3 separate regions of the Mus musculus genome follow, and all the other regions are linked to region 2. A link is a contact called in public Micro-C and promoter capture Hi-C data. All regions are on one chromosome and are shown on one strand. The core of a region is the stretch at or near the end of the contact, and the rest is flanking DNA. Distances in the headings are between cores, read along the strand shown. Region 1 holds the start of Tbc1d2 (TBC1 domain family, member 2). Region 2 holds the start of Anp32b (acidic (leucine-rich) nuclear phosphoprotein 32 family, member B). Region 3 overlaps Coro2a (coronin, actin binding protein 2A).

What was found. Hi-C and Micro-C count contacts between places; a contact is called where the count stands out from the background. Capture Hi-C pulls out chosen DNA fragments and counts their contacts.
Region 1: a contact with region 2 is called in a promoter capture Hi-C map of pancreatic islet. The contact joins the promoter of Tbc1d2 here to the promoter of Anp32b in region 2. A contact is called at or near these places in 2 of 39 promoter capture datasets (the C10 cell line and pre-B cells), 8 of 484 Hi-C or Micro-C datasets (CD4 T cells, embryonic stem cells, muscle stem cells and 2 more), 1 of 115 datasets of contacts at active chromatin or transcription factors (embryonic stem cells) and 3 of 9 other capture datasets (adipose tissue, liver and pancreatic islet).
Region 3: a Micro-C map of the G1E-ER4 cell line shows a contact between it and region 2, with 3 times the contacts expected there. The contact joins the enhancer-like site here to the promoter of Anp32b in region 2. A contact is called at or near these places in 2 of 39 promoter capture datasets (neutrophils and pre-B cells), 1 of 484 Hi-C or Micro-C datasets (the G1E-ER4 cell line) and 1 of 115 datasets of contacts at active chromatin or transcription factors (the 230-238 cell line).

What each region holds. Positions count from the first base shown.
Region 1 is chr4:46,648,279-46,652,378 of GRCm38.p6, reverse strand. Tbc1d2 (TBC1 domain family, member 2) reads left to right here and starts at 2,180. Exons shown (of 13, transcript NM_198664.3): 1 at 2,180-2,710. The coding sequence starts at 2,345.
Region 2 is chr4:46,449,562-46,453,661 of GRCm38.p6, reverse strand. Anp32b (acidic (leucine-rich) nuclear phosphoprotein 32 family, member B) reads right to left here and starts at 2,736. Exons shown (of 7, transcript NM_130889.3): 1 at 2,313-2,736. The coding sequence starts at 2,366.
Region 3 is chr4:46,583,143-46,587,023 of GRCm38.p6, reverse strand. The region is part of intron 1 of Coro2a (coronin, actin binding protein 2A); the gene reads left to right. Among named protein-coding and RNA genes, the nearest start is that of Coro2a, 17 kb to the left of the region's middle. Within about 2 kb of position 1,908, at least 46 of the 459 cell types and tissues checked have an H3K27ac peak or open chromatin away from gene starts, as enhancers often do. A contact at or near this core is called in the G1E-ER4 cell line and pre-B cells, where this site is marked.

The DNA of each region.
Region 1 (4,100 bases), core at 931-3,430, 200 kb before region 2:
ATTCTTTATGGAAACCAAAAAAATCTCTTTCTGACCTGGAACATAAGAGATTGGATGTTCTCTACGAGAGTCAGCCTTATCACAGAATTCTTGGAACTTATTTCCTTTCTACTGACTCTTGTAAAGTCTGAAAGCAGTATGAAAGCCCATTGCAGCCAGGCACGGAGGTGCATTCCTATAATCTCAACAGTTCGGAAGTGGGCTCAAGAGGGTAGCAAGGTAAAAAACTGGGAAAATTATTCAGCTACAGGAAGCAGCCTTTCACTCCTGAGTCTGGTTGAAGTCTCTTGCTTGCTGAGAATATCAAGATGAGGAACAACTGCTTCAGGCCTTTCTCTCTTCCTATTGGTAAACCTGTAATTTTTTAGGAATCTTACTAGAAAGCCCCTCTGGGGTAAGAGATGTTCTAAGTGTCTTGTGTAACTCTAATTGATCCTGGCTTTATCTTATCATATTGTAATTCCAGCCAAGGTACCTCCAGAGCCAGTCTCTCACTATTGGAAAGGAGGTCCAAAATAAAATTTCTTAGTAATCCTTTGAGATGTCACTTGAAGCCACCAAAATAGTACATATGGCTAGAGCTAAGTCCCTAAAGTAAGACTGTGAGAAGTCCACACTCATACTCTAGGGTCTCCTGGGCACCTTTTTAAAACACTCCGATCTGCTTCTTACTGGTTCATCCGCAAGCTCGTCTCTGCAATACAGGTGAGGATTCAGTTTCATGTGGGTTGTGGTCCCTAAAGGTTTGCGAGAACTCACAGCTGCTGTGTCTGGCTCTGCTGCCAATGGCAGGACTGTTCAAAATTCAAAGTCATATTTGGCTACACAGCAAGCTTGAGCCCAGCCTGTGCTGTATGAGATCCTGTCTTAAACAATAATTTAATTGTAGCATTTTCCAGTTTTCAGTGGTGTGAATTCTGCTAAACACCCTATTGTCCTCTTGGTGGCTTACAGCTTTTAAGTCGTTTATTGACTTTCAGTTGCAGCCAACATTTAATGAAGACTCACCCTTTTCTACCTTCTGTATTTGGAGCTTCGGGCATACTATCAAAAACAGTTCTGAGGATAGACAGGTGTGGATCAAGGAAGTACTGAAGGATTTCTTAAAAATGCAAAATTATCAACAGAGGTACGATGGCCAATGTTGATTTGGGATGAGAAAATAATCTGTTTCCAATAAAAAAGACCCCCCCGCCCCCGCGCGAGCGCCTGGTATTTAGTAGACAATACTGATTTGTAACCTTCCCCATCTACAAAATCCAACGCCCAGTGGCCTCTCCAAGTCTAGGAGGGCTCCTTAGTTTCACCATAAATTCTCTTGTTGTGGAGGGAAGGGTAGGTGTGAGCCCTGCCCATCCTTATGTGAGAAAACCTTAGCAAAGTCGCTCAACGATAGAGAATCTTAAAAATATACAGGTACTCAGAGAGGGTCGCTACTGCCATACTTCCACTAAAAAACCCTTGCCTGTAAACGGATCGCACAAGGGAGTTGAGGTGACGGGCAAAGTAACCGGCAAGAAAGATGAGACTCCAGAAGAGAGGTGAACCAGAACAAGGTGTATCGATCTAGTGGCGAAACACGCCTCGGGGCGCTTTGGTAAACTGAGGCAGGAGGTTGAGGGAATCAGTTGGATCCTAGCCCTGCTATTTAAAGCTCTGCTCTGTCCTCGCGGTGCTCCGCGTTCCCGCCAGTGCAACAAGGCGCCCGAGGTAAGGCGACTGGGGCTGTAAGGTGAAATGCGAGCCGAGGCAGGGGTGGTGGAGGAGGTGGTGTCCGACCAGAGCGATCGCGGGAGGTGACTGGGAAAACTTCCAAACTTTTAGGTTCAGGATCGGAAACGGAGCGCTCGGCCAATGGCTGCGCGATGCGCCGTCCCGCGGTGACTCGCGCGGCACCCGTAGAGTGGCGGCTGGAGAGGACGCCATGCTCCAGCGCCTCCACGCGAACCCCACGGCCACGTAGCTTGGCCTGGCTTCCTGCATCCCTCCCCACGCTTAAAGCGCCTCGGAGAAAGAAAAAGCCTTGTTTTTAAACAGAGGCGCCCGCACGCGCCGCGGGCGAACGAAGCAACATGGCCGACAGCGCGGAGGAAAAGCCGGAAGTTGGCTTGGTGGGCGGGACCCGGGGCGGTCCTCGCGTGACAGGGGCGTGGCCTGCCGTCCTGCGCTGAGTTTGCTGTCAAGTGTCTAAGGCGCTCTCTCCGGCGCCGGCAGGGGTGCTCTCCGCCTTCTTCTAGGGGCTGGACCGGACCGGCTCCGCCCCAGCCAGGTATCGCCGGTTCCCAGGTGCCCGTCGGACCTCCCGCATTCCAGTGCCGCAGGCCTGTGCAGCGGGCCAGCAGCGATGGAGGACGCCCCCGAGCGCACTCCCTCTTCCTCGGAGTCCACACAGCCTCCGGGCTTGGCCAGGGAGCCCGAGGTGGTATCTCCCGGGGATTCGGAGGGCTGCGCCCGGCCTCTAGACACGGTCCCTAAGAAACTCTGTGGGTATTTAAGTAAGTTTGGCGGCAAAGGACCCATCAAGGGCTGGAAATGCCGCTGGTTCTTCTACGATGAGAGGAAGTGCCACCTGTATTATTCGCGCACCGCGCAGGATGCAAACCCCTTGGACAGCATCGATCTCTCCAGTGCGGTCTTTGACTGTAAGGCGGACGCTGAGGAGGAGGGCACTTTTGAAATCAAGACTCCCAGCCGGGTTATTACCCTCAAGGTAAGTGGAACTCCGCACTTTACAGCTCGAGCTAGTTTTCAGGGCCAATGCATGGCCACCGCAAATTAACCCGGACGGTGATCACCATCCAGTCAGTGCCCCAGAGCCTGGAGCTGTCCCACTTAGCTTTCACACCATTTCCTTATTGCCTTCCCACAGGCAAGGGTGAGGGACTCCTTTTATGCATTAAGAAACTGATTCATAGACAAAAGGGAATGGCCCAGCCCAGGCATTTACAATGCTGTGGCTCACTTTTTGGAATCTTCCAGTGCTGTTATCAAACCTGGTATTGAAGCAGTCAGGGTACTGTGGTTGCACTCGCTGAGGCCAGGATCTGATTCATATCTTGGTGTTTTGGCCAACGGGAGGGAATGCAGACATGGGTAGGGATTAGGAAGGAAAATATGTAAGTTCACTGATGGGCCTAGATTGTTCATCCAGGCATGCCTGAACTAGTGAGTTCTTAGTAAATGCCTTTTGAATAAACACGTATGCACACACGGAGTGATGGAGCCACAGGTCAGAACCTATCTATCATGTTAAGGGGAAGTGTCCTGTTACCTGTCTGGGAAGATGGATGTGGGCTTAGGTTAGTTCTCTAGGCAGAGGAGTGCAAGGATGAAGGTCTTTCTTTCCACTGCCTGGTCTCTGTCTCCCTATGTCCTCAACCTGCAGCTGTTCAGATACTAGGATGCCGGGAGGTGTAGTTCTCCTTTCCTGGCAGTGTGGCCAGTTGGCTAGGCTGGAATCCAATTTTTAAACAAGAAAGGACATTTTAGAGGTCATGTGGGCTTAGGTCTTGTGTTCCTTCCACAAGACAAGTGCTGTTGGTCAGGGTCCCTCAGCACATGATTTATTTATTTATTTTTATTTTTTTGGTTAGTCCATACATATGCCTGGCTCTGTGCTAGGCTTTGGGGTGTGGATCAAGTCAGACTTGCTCAACTCTGCACCGCATTCTCAAACAGCTCGAGGTGTGATGGGGAAACTGGCAGGCATGGGTAAGTGCCTCATGGAGACTCTGCGAAGAGTTTGGACAGTAACAGTGTGGTGACAGAGGGATCGGCTCCTCCAAATGAGGAGGGGAGCTTTTCAGAAAGACATCGTCACTTTAAACAAGTGGTGATGGGAGAGAGACGATGATGCTGAGAGAGCATAGGCAGACAGGTGGGAAACATAGTGTAAGTACGAGTCACAGGCAAGCAACAGGAGCCTGGCATACATAGGTGCCCAAAGGATGGAGGTGAAGGGGGTGACACTGGGGAGTGAGGCCAGGGCCTTGGACTTTGTTTCTAGGCTGTAGAAGCTGTCTGAGAGCCTTAAGCTAAGAGAGTACAATGAGATTAGAGTGCTCAGAGAGCTCAGCCTGGCTGTTGGGCAGAGAGCAAAT
Region 2 (4,100 bases), core at 1,487-3,986:
GGCTATTACAGCATACAAAGAGCTGAGGGTTCTGTTTTTGAGGCAAGGACACACCGCAGGACCCGGCTGGCCTCATACTGACTGAGATCTGCCTGCCTCTGCCTCCTGAGTACTGAATCAGAGCACCAGCACGCTCAAGAAGAATGAGTTCATTTAAAAAGCACCATCTTGGTTGAAACTTCTCATTTGCCTATGACACTGCATGCAAAACACAAGACCCCCCCCAAATTTCCAGGTGTGATGGTACCAGTACTCAGGAGGCTAGGGCAGAGGGATAGCAAGTTAGAAGTCAGCATAGACTTCGTACTGCTTGAAAGACCCTGTCTCAAACAAATAAAAAACAAAAACCTGCAGCAATTTTCCCTTCAACTCCTCCAGTTTGGGGTTCAAAGTTTTTTCTAAATAAGCATCTACCAATGGCCTGGCTCCCTCTAAGTAGCTTGCCCTCCACATCCTCATACTCTTGGTGGCTATCTCAAAAGGACACTTACTCAAGGACCCTCTAATCTGCCAAGGTACAAAAAGGAGGTAGCGTGCCCTCCCAAGTCCGAGGACCAGGAGGGCAGGGGACACTCGTTTCCGCAGGTTTGTCGGGCCCTGCCATACTGTAAGCTGAAAACGCAATAAATCAGTGGTTCAAGAGAACAAGGGGGCCCAGTGCTTTCTCCATCAACCACTTGTTGCTTGTGGGCGCTTTAAAAGTGTAGTCCCTAATTCACGTCTAATTCCATGGCTCTGGCCAGACGTAGTCAAGAGGATTTAAGGTGAAAATGAGTACTCTACCTAAATTTAGTTACTTCCTACTCTATTGATTTTTGTGGCTGACTAGAGTGAAAAGCTCAAGGCATGAACTCATCGTTTCAAGTTCAAGGAAGAAGATGGTCTAACAACTCAATTTCCCAGCACGTGGTGGGCACAAAATGTCTGACGGAGGGATGGAAGGGACACGTGCCGGTGAAATGTTCAGGGCCCCGGGAACAGGGACACCACCCAATCAGTCCTCAGGGACCGCCCCACACTTCTGCGGGGCCGACCTCAAGGCCTGTGGCAGGCCTTTCCAAACACAAAGCCTCGGGCACGCCACCGCCACAAGTTCCCAACTTGTTAGCCATAGTCACCTGAGGGCGCCAGCCCAGGCCGCCTGTCCCGCTCGACCTCGTGGGCCCAGGGTCGAGCCCACGCGCGCCGCAGCGCACGAGAGCGGCGTCGGGCCCGCGGCCTGCGCACAGCCGGCCGCAGAGGCCGCCGCGTGGAGCACGTGCGGGGCCCAGGCCGCCCCAGCCCCGCGTCGGCCACCGTTGCCCTTTTAAGAAGGGGGAGGGCGCCCGCGAGGGGACGAGGCGGCGGTGGCCGAGCGCCGCGCTTCCAGTGCGCGCGGAGACGAGCCCCGCGGGGCGGGGGCAGCCCGGGGACCGACAGGCAGCGCGAGGGCGGCCGGCTCACCCGGCGGAGGAAGACGGCGCCCGCCAACATGGCGCTGTGGCGCGCCCCGGCTGGCGCGCGGAGCCGCCGGCCGCCCACACCGAGGGGCCGGCCTCCCTCTCGGGCAAGGCCCCGGGCGGCGGCGCGGGGGAGGGCGAAGCCACCGCGGCGGTGACGGTGCCGGGCCGGCTGGCCCGGGGAGCCCGCGTGGGCAAGGCCGAGGGCGAAGGCGAGCCGGGCAAAGGAGGGGCAAAGTTGGATTTTTTTAGGCTTGAAAAAATGGCGGGAAGCGCATCCTTTTTTCAAACTTGGCCTCGGGAGGGGCGGCGGTTGCGCCACCTCCGCCGCCAGGCCCGCCCCTCCCCCGTTCCGCGCCAGGCCGCGCCCGAGGGGGGCTCCGCGCCCCCCTCAGGGACCCGAACACCCTCCTCGGCGGCGAGGCCCTGTCGGCCGCGGGGCGCATGGAACCCGGCCCGGCCCCGCGGCGGGCCTGGCGGCGGCGCGGCGCCTCGGCAGGCCCGGCCTCCGCCCGGCCGCGCATCCCGGGAGGCTGCAAACATGGCTCCCAGCGTTACACAACCCCCGCGCCCGCCCTCGCCGCCGGCCACACGCGCGAGCGCTCCCTCCGGGAGAGGACCGGGCGGGCGAGCGGCTCAAAGTTTGCTTCTCCACCCGCCGTCCTCCCCGTGGCCGCGGGGGCCCGCGGGCGCCAAAGAGTTAAAGCCCGCGCGCTCGCTCCCCCCTCCGCGCCTTCCGCCCGCCTTCCCTGTCCCCGTCCGAGCTGCGAGCAGCGCCTTCCCCGCGCCGCGGCCGGAGCCCGGTGGCCCGCAGGTGGCCACCATTACTTGCAAGTCATCGGGGGGCGCGGGCGCCCGAGGGGTTCTGCTTACGGCTGCCGGGGTCCGGTTCCTCAGCTCCAGGTGGATCCTCCTCTTCATATCCATGTTCCCCTCGTCCCCCCTCTCCAAACTTAACTTTCCGCGGCGGGGGCGGAGGGGGGAGAGGCGACCCGGCCTGCGCGGCGAGGGCCGTCGGAGGGAGGCGGCTGGAGGAGGCGGCGGCGTGGTCCCCGGGCGGCGTGCGGGCGTGCGGGCGAGCGGAGCCCCCGGAGCCAAGTTACTCGCGGGAGCGGAGAGAAACCATGGAGGGAAAAGGGGGCTGGAGCGCGGCTCTGGCCTCACTACCGCCGCCCCCGGCCAAGGCCCCGCACTGCGCTTAAACCGGCGACGCGACGCGGCGGCTGCTCGGCTCCACTCGGCCCTGCGCGGCGCCGCTCGGCTCGGGAGCCCGGGCTGCAGCGCGGACTTGGGAGGCGCACGGAGGGCGGGGCGGGACCCGCCTTAAGCTCAGCCCGGACTGCGGCGCCGCCTCCCGGGTCGCGCGCGCCTCCTGGCCCTCGGGTCGCACGTGGGCTGGCTGATGTAAGACCTTCCGGTGCCGGGACCCCCGCCCCCACCCCCACCGGCACCCGCGCTCTCCTGGAGGTCGACGGGCAGGCTCAGCCTCGCGCCTTCTTCCGGGCTCTCCCGGACCCAATTTCGCCTGAGCCTTCGGGCGCCCTCAGAGGCTGTGGCTTTGGGGTTCACCCTGTTCCTCCCAGTTTTGAGGCCCATAGCCCGACCTCGCTGCCTTTAGGTCCAGTGATGTTAGAAGTGCCATCGAGGACCCTGGTGAGGCTGTGCTCGCTTCCCCGCCGTGTTGTACTAAAACATCAGCAGGGGCAGGCAGCTCCAGCCTCTTGCCCAAGCCACGCCGCATCTGAGCATCCCCAGTTCAGGAAACTTTCCCCTTGGCACGTGTTTGTTTTTAAAAATAAAAAATTTAATATACTTTAGAACTTTATCAGTACTTAAACTACAAACTAGCCAAGGAGACAGAAAACAACTATACATAAACACTGTTTTTAAACATGTGAGCCACTAGTGAAGGAAACCATTAGTAATTTTAATGACGCCTCAGTCCCCACCTTCTGACTTTTATCTCTTGGGGCACCCGTGGAAGATGTATACATTCTTGGTCACCATTAAGTTGAGTCCTGGGTTGGCAGCCTTTGTCAAAGTCTAATTTTAAGGGTCCCTGGATTTAAAGCACACGGCGTTGTGTTAAATGAGGAGCCTACCTCTGATATTAACCAGAGGCACTAAAGATTACTGTTTACTGGAGAAAAACATCATCTAGGTATTACCCTAAGATTTTAGTGCAAGAAGCCTCTTCCTATCATCCCATTTTGCCTTAGAGGCCCAAACTTTTAAATGATTATATATCAGATTCAGAAATAATAATTCAAGAGAAAAGAAGATGTGTAGGTTATGGGGGAAAGGTGAATAGTTATAGGTGTAGATTCACTCATAATTCCGTGGTAGTCTGGAAGGCTAAGACAGGAGAATGTGGGGAAAGGAAGGGAGTGCTGTGCTCCTTGTCACAAAAGATCTCCAACTATTACCTGATAGGCTTCACTGAGCTATGCAAAAAGCTTTTCAAAAAAAAAAAAAAAAAATCTACTGAAGCGCTTCCATAATCAATCACCGAGCATTGGCTTTTAAGAGCTTGCGCTGTTATGTCCCATTTAACTTTCAGGCAACCCCTATGAAGTTGGTGATATCTTAATTGAAAAAAAATGAGGAATTAAGGTTTAATCATCACCAGTAGCCCAACAAAGTTAAGCTTTATAGGTCTGG
Region 3 (3,881 bases), core at 659-3,158, 130 kb before region 2:
TCATAGCCTGTGCTAAACCTGTGGTCTCCTCTTGGCTTCGCCCCCATAGTTGAGATGGATCTCTGTTACACACTTGCACACGTGTACAAGTGTGTGCATGCACACGCAGACACACATGTACTGCCAACTGTGAATATAAAGTCCTACCTGACACTAACCTGTCAGCCTTGGGAAGATGCTGGATAAAGCGATGTGTTCAGGTTCACCCCATGGCACTTAGGACTGCTGGCCTTGCCAACAGGAAAAATCCCTGGATTTATCTTCTCTCCTGGCCCCCAGAAACCCCATGTTTTCAACCCAAGCCTCTCTCAGTCAAAGCACCTCACCTTTCAAAAGCCCGAGGGCAAAGCTGGGTGAGGTGGCACGCACCAGTTAACCCCAAAATGTGGAAGGCTGCGGGCTGTGTTCAAGACCAGCCTGAGCCACATAATGAGGCCCTTCTTTTAAAGGGAAAAGAAGCTCTGACCCCCCAAGAGGATTCTGATAATGTGGGTGACCCCTGACCTTTCCACATAAGGCCTTTTCTCCTTTGCCAGCCATCCTTGGAATTTGTCCCTCCACAAACAAGTTCCCACTATTACTTAGCGTGGTAGAGATAAGAGGGGAAATATTTGGTGCTGTAACCAGGCACACGATGAAAGGAAACTTTGTTCGCTGTCTTAGAAGACTTCCAGACCTGATTCCTGTTCCCAGTTCTGCCCTGGCAGTCACGAGCATGCTGCCTCAGTTTCCCCTCCTGGATCTTGCTGTGTGATCATTCTAAATTATGGAGGACCTGCTGTACTGAGGGTCCTCAGCTCCCACCTAGGATGTGTGGATCCAGACTGGGTGAGGTGACAGTTTGACACACCCAAGGAAGACAACCAGAAACCGGAGAGGAAACAGGAAACGGTCCCACAAGGAAGTTTCCAGCCTACACCCGAGCTGTCCCAGTAGCCCGTGGTCAGGGACCTCCGACGTCTGTGAGGCTGTTACTGTGGAAGCCACAGATGGCTGCTGGGGCTCCAGGGACTGATGGCAGCAGAAGCCAGAAAATTGCCCTCCCAGAGGACTGAGTTCTCCAACACTGGCAGGATGCAAGCCAAACCCTCAGAGTTGAGCAGGAAAGGTGTGGAGAGGGAGGCAGGGAGCCAAGCTAGCTCTGACTGAGCCTGGTCACCACTGGGACTCTATGTGCCTTACTCTCGCCTCCTTGTGCAGTGCCCGTCTGAGAGAAAGAGCTAGTGGGTCTGGCATAGAATTAGACTCAGCAAGAGTTAGAAAATGGTGGGCTTCAGCGTACAACAGACTTTTCTCTGATCTCTCCTAGTTACAGGGACATGTGGCACCACTCCCCGCCACCCAGCACATACATGCACACGTGCACGCACACACACACACAAATGCCACCCCGAGAAGTGAAGCAGAGTGAACACTTCTGCCCTACTCCAGCCCTTCCCAGAGCCCAGGACACTCTGATTGCAAACCCCTTACATCCAAGCCTGACTTGCAGCAAGGACTCCGTGAAAGTTGCCATTCCTTACATTTTTAATTTCTGGCCTTGGATTCACTGTATAGCTGAGGAGGGCCTTGAGCTTCTGACCTTTCTGTCTCTACTTCTCAAGTGGCTGAGATAACAGATGTGTACCAGCACACCTGGATTCCTGCAGTGCGGGTAGGATCGCCGAGTTTCCTAAGTAAATCAAGCCCTTTCCCCCCAGTCTTCCTCCACGAGGCTCGGCTCACTGCATGCTCGGGCTGCATGATGTTTGTTCCCTTTGTTGGATGGAGTACAGGAACCTGGGCTTGCCCTTCTCCAAAAGTGGACAGTGGTTAGCAAGAGCCATTACTGCCTGGAACTGGGGTGGGGGAGGTCTCTCTGTCATGTCCTGCAGCAGAGGAGACACCTAGGCCACCAGGATGCCTGTGCCAGGTTCCCCATTCAAGAAAGCCCTGCGTAGCTGAGAAGACAAAGACAAGAGCAAGCCTCAGTGGGGAGCTGCCGCAGTCGGCCGACCTGAGGGTCACCGGGGTCTGCGGGGGGACCCTCTGGAAAGTGAAGGATAAGTGACGAGCGGAGACGGGATGGCGAACAGACACAAACACACGAGAGGTGAATGTTAGGACTGTTGCAAGTTTACTCAAAAAATCAGCACTCTTTTATATCATGGTTTACATAAGCATTTACATAAGACTTGGATAAGTTCTAAAAGAACATAGGAGAATAGAACACTCAGAGCTTAGATCAAAACATTTGATACCAAACCAAGTCAGGAAACCACTTGTCTCACATCTTTGTTTTAAGAACAGTTTGTGACCAAGAACTTATTTGAACCCTGGGAACCGCAAGGTTGGGCTCATAAAGGTTATTTATTATACCTTATGTCAAAGGTATCCGCAGAAATGTGTTCTAATTGTCTAGCCACTGCCCCCTCCTTGGTATAATGAAAAATCTTTTTCCAAACGTTTATTCTTGTTCTTAGATAAATATAATCATGTACCTGTTGTTTCATGTCGTCTTTTTCTTTTTGAGTTAACACACACCAAGGAGGTCTAGCTCTGGCGAGCCTTTCACGAAAGGGGAGGGATCTGTATAACACTTTATAGCCATTGACTGTGACCCACCTATCAAAATTTAAATCATATCTTCCTGTATATGGTAGCGGGGCATCTGTTGGTCTGTAGATGTAAGGTCCCCTATAAGTCCCTGGTTGCCACCATCTGTCTCCTATTTTGACAAGTGCACTCCTCTTTCCCCTTTTTACTTCTAGGCCTGAGGCCCTTAGTCCTTGCACCTGTTCTTCAACTGAGGTTGAGCGTCTCTTTCTATTTTCTATTCCCATTTCTAACCTTTGAATTTGAGTAAAAATAGTACTAAAAGGTAACGATTCATTTCTTAACATAGTGATTAATAATCGACCTATTGGGTTGGTCTTATTGGTAAAAATATAATTTTTAGCAAGCATTCTTATTTCTATTTCTGAAGGACAAAGTCGGTGTGGCTTGTAAGAGGAAGTTGGCTGTGGTCCTTGCCCCAGGAGGAAGGTCGAGTTCTCCGAATCGTTTAGATTGTAATCTTGCACAGAAGAGTTATTAAAAGAATCAAGGGTGAGAGCCCTGCGAGCACGAACCGCAACTTCCCCCAATAGCCCCAGGCAAAGCAGAGCTATGCCAAGTTTGCAGCAGAGAATGAGTATGTCTTTGTCTGATGGGCTCATCCGCGTGCACGCAGACGGGTCGTCCTTGGTGGGAAACAACCCCTTGGCTGCTTCTCTCCTAAGTGTAGGACACTCTCGGGAGTTCAACCATTTCTGCTGCAGGCGCGGCATTTCCCCCTTTTTTCTTTTTTAAAAGAAGCACGTTAAGATCTGACTGCACTTGGTCAAGGCTCTTTGCAAAGCACTGGAAAACAATGGGGAAAATCATAAGTACTATGACCAAAAGCAGGGCTCCAACTCCTATAAAAATGAAATATTGTGTCCAATCCAATGGATTTAAAGCCTTCACTCCGTTGGCAAAAGACTGAGCCAAGCCACTAAGGTCCACTGCGTCAATATGTTGTTTGCTCATATCACTAATTAGGTTGGTTAATTTTTGTATGTTATATGAAATCTCATTGTTATTTTAAATGCCCAGTAAATGAGCCTTGGTTCTTTCCCAGCTCTCAGAAGCATTATATGGTAGTGGTGTAACGCAGATAAAATCATAATTTGCATGACACTTAGTGGACATTCTGGTCTTTAAATTTGCCACATCTTGACCCAACTCTAAAACTACTTCTTTTAAAGCATTAAGTCTAGCTTCTAATTTTAAATCTATTATTCTTTGTTCAGATAAGGCTAATGTAACATTCCTATGAAAATTATTAACAAACGTAGCAGTTTGCATCTCTTTAACTAAGG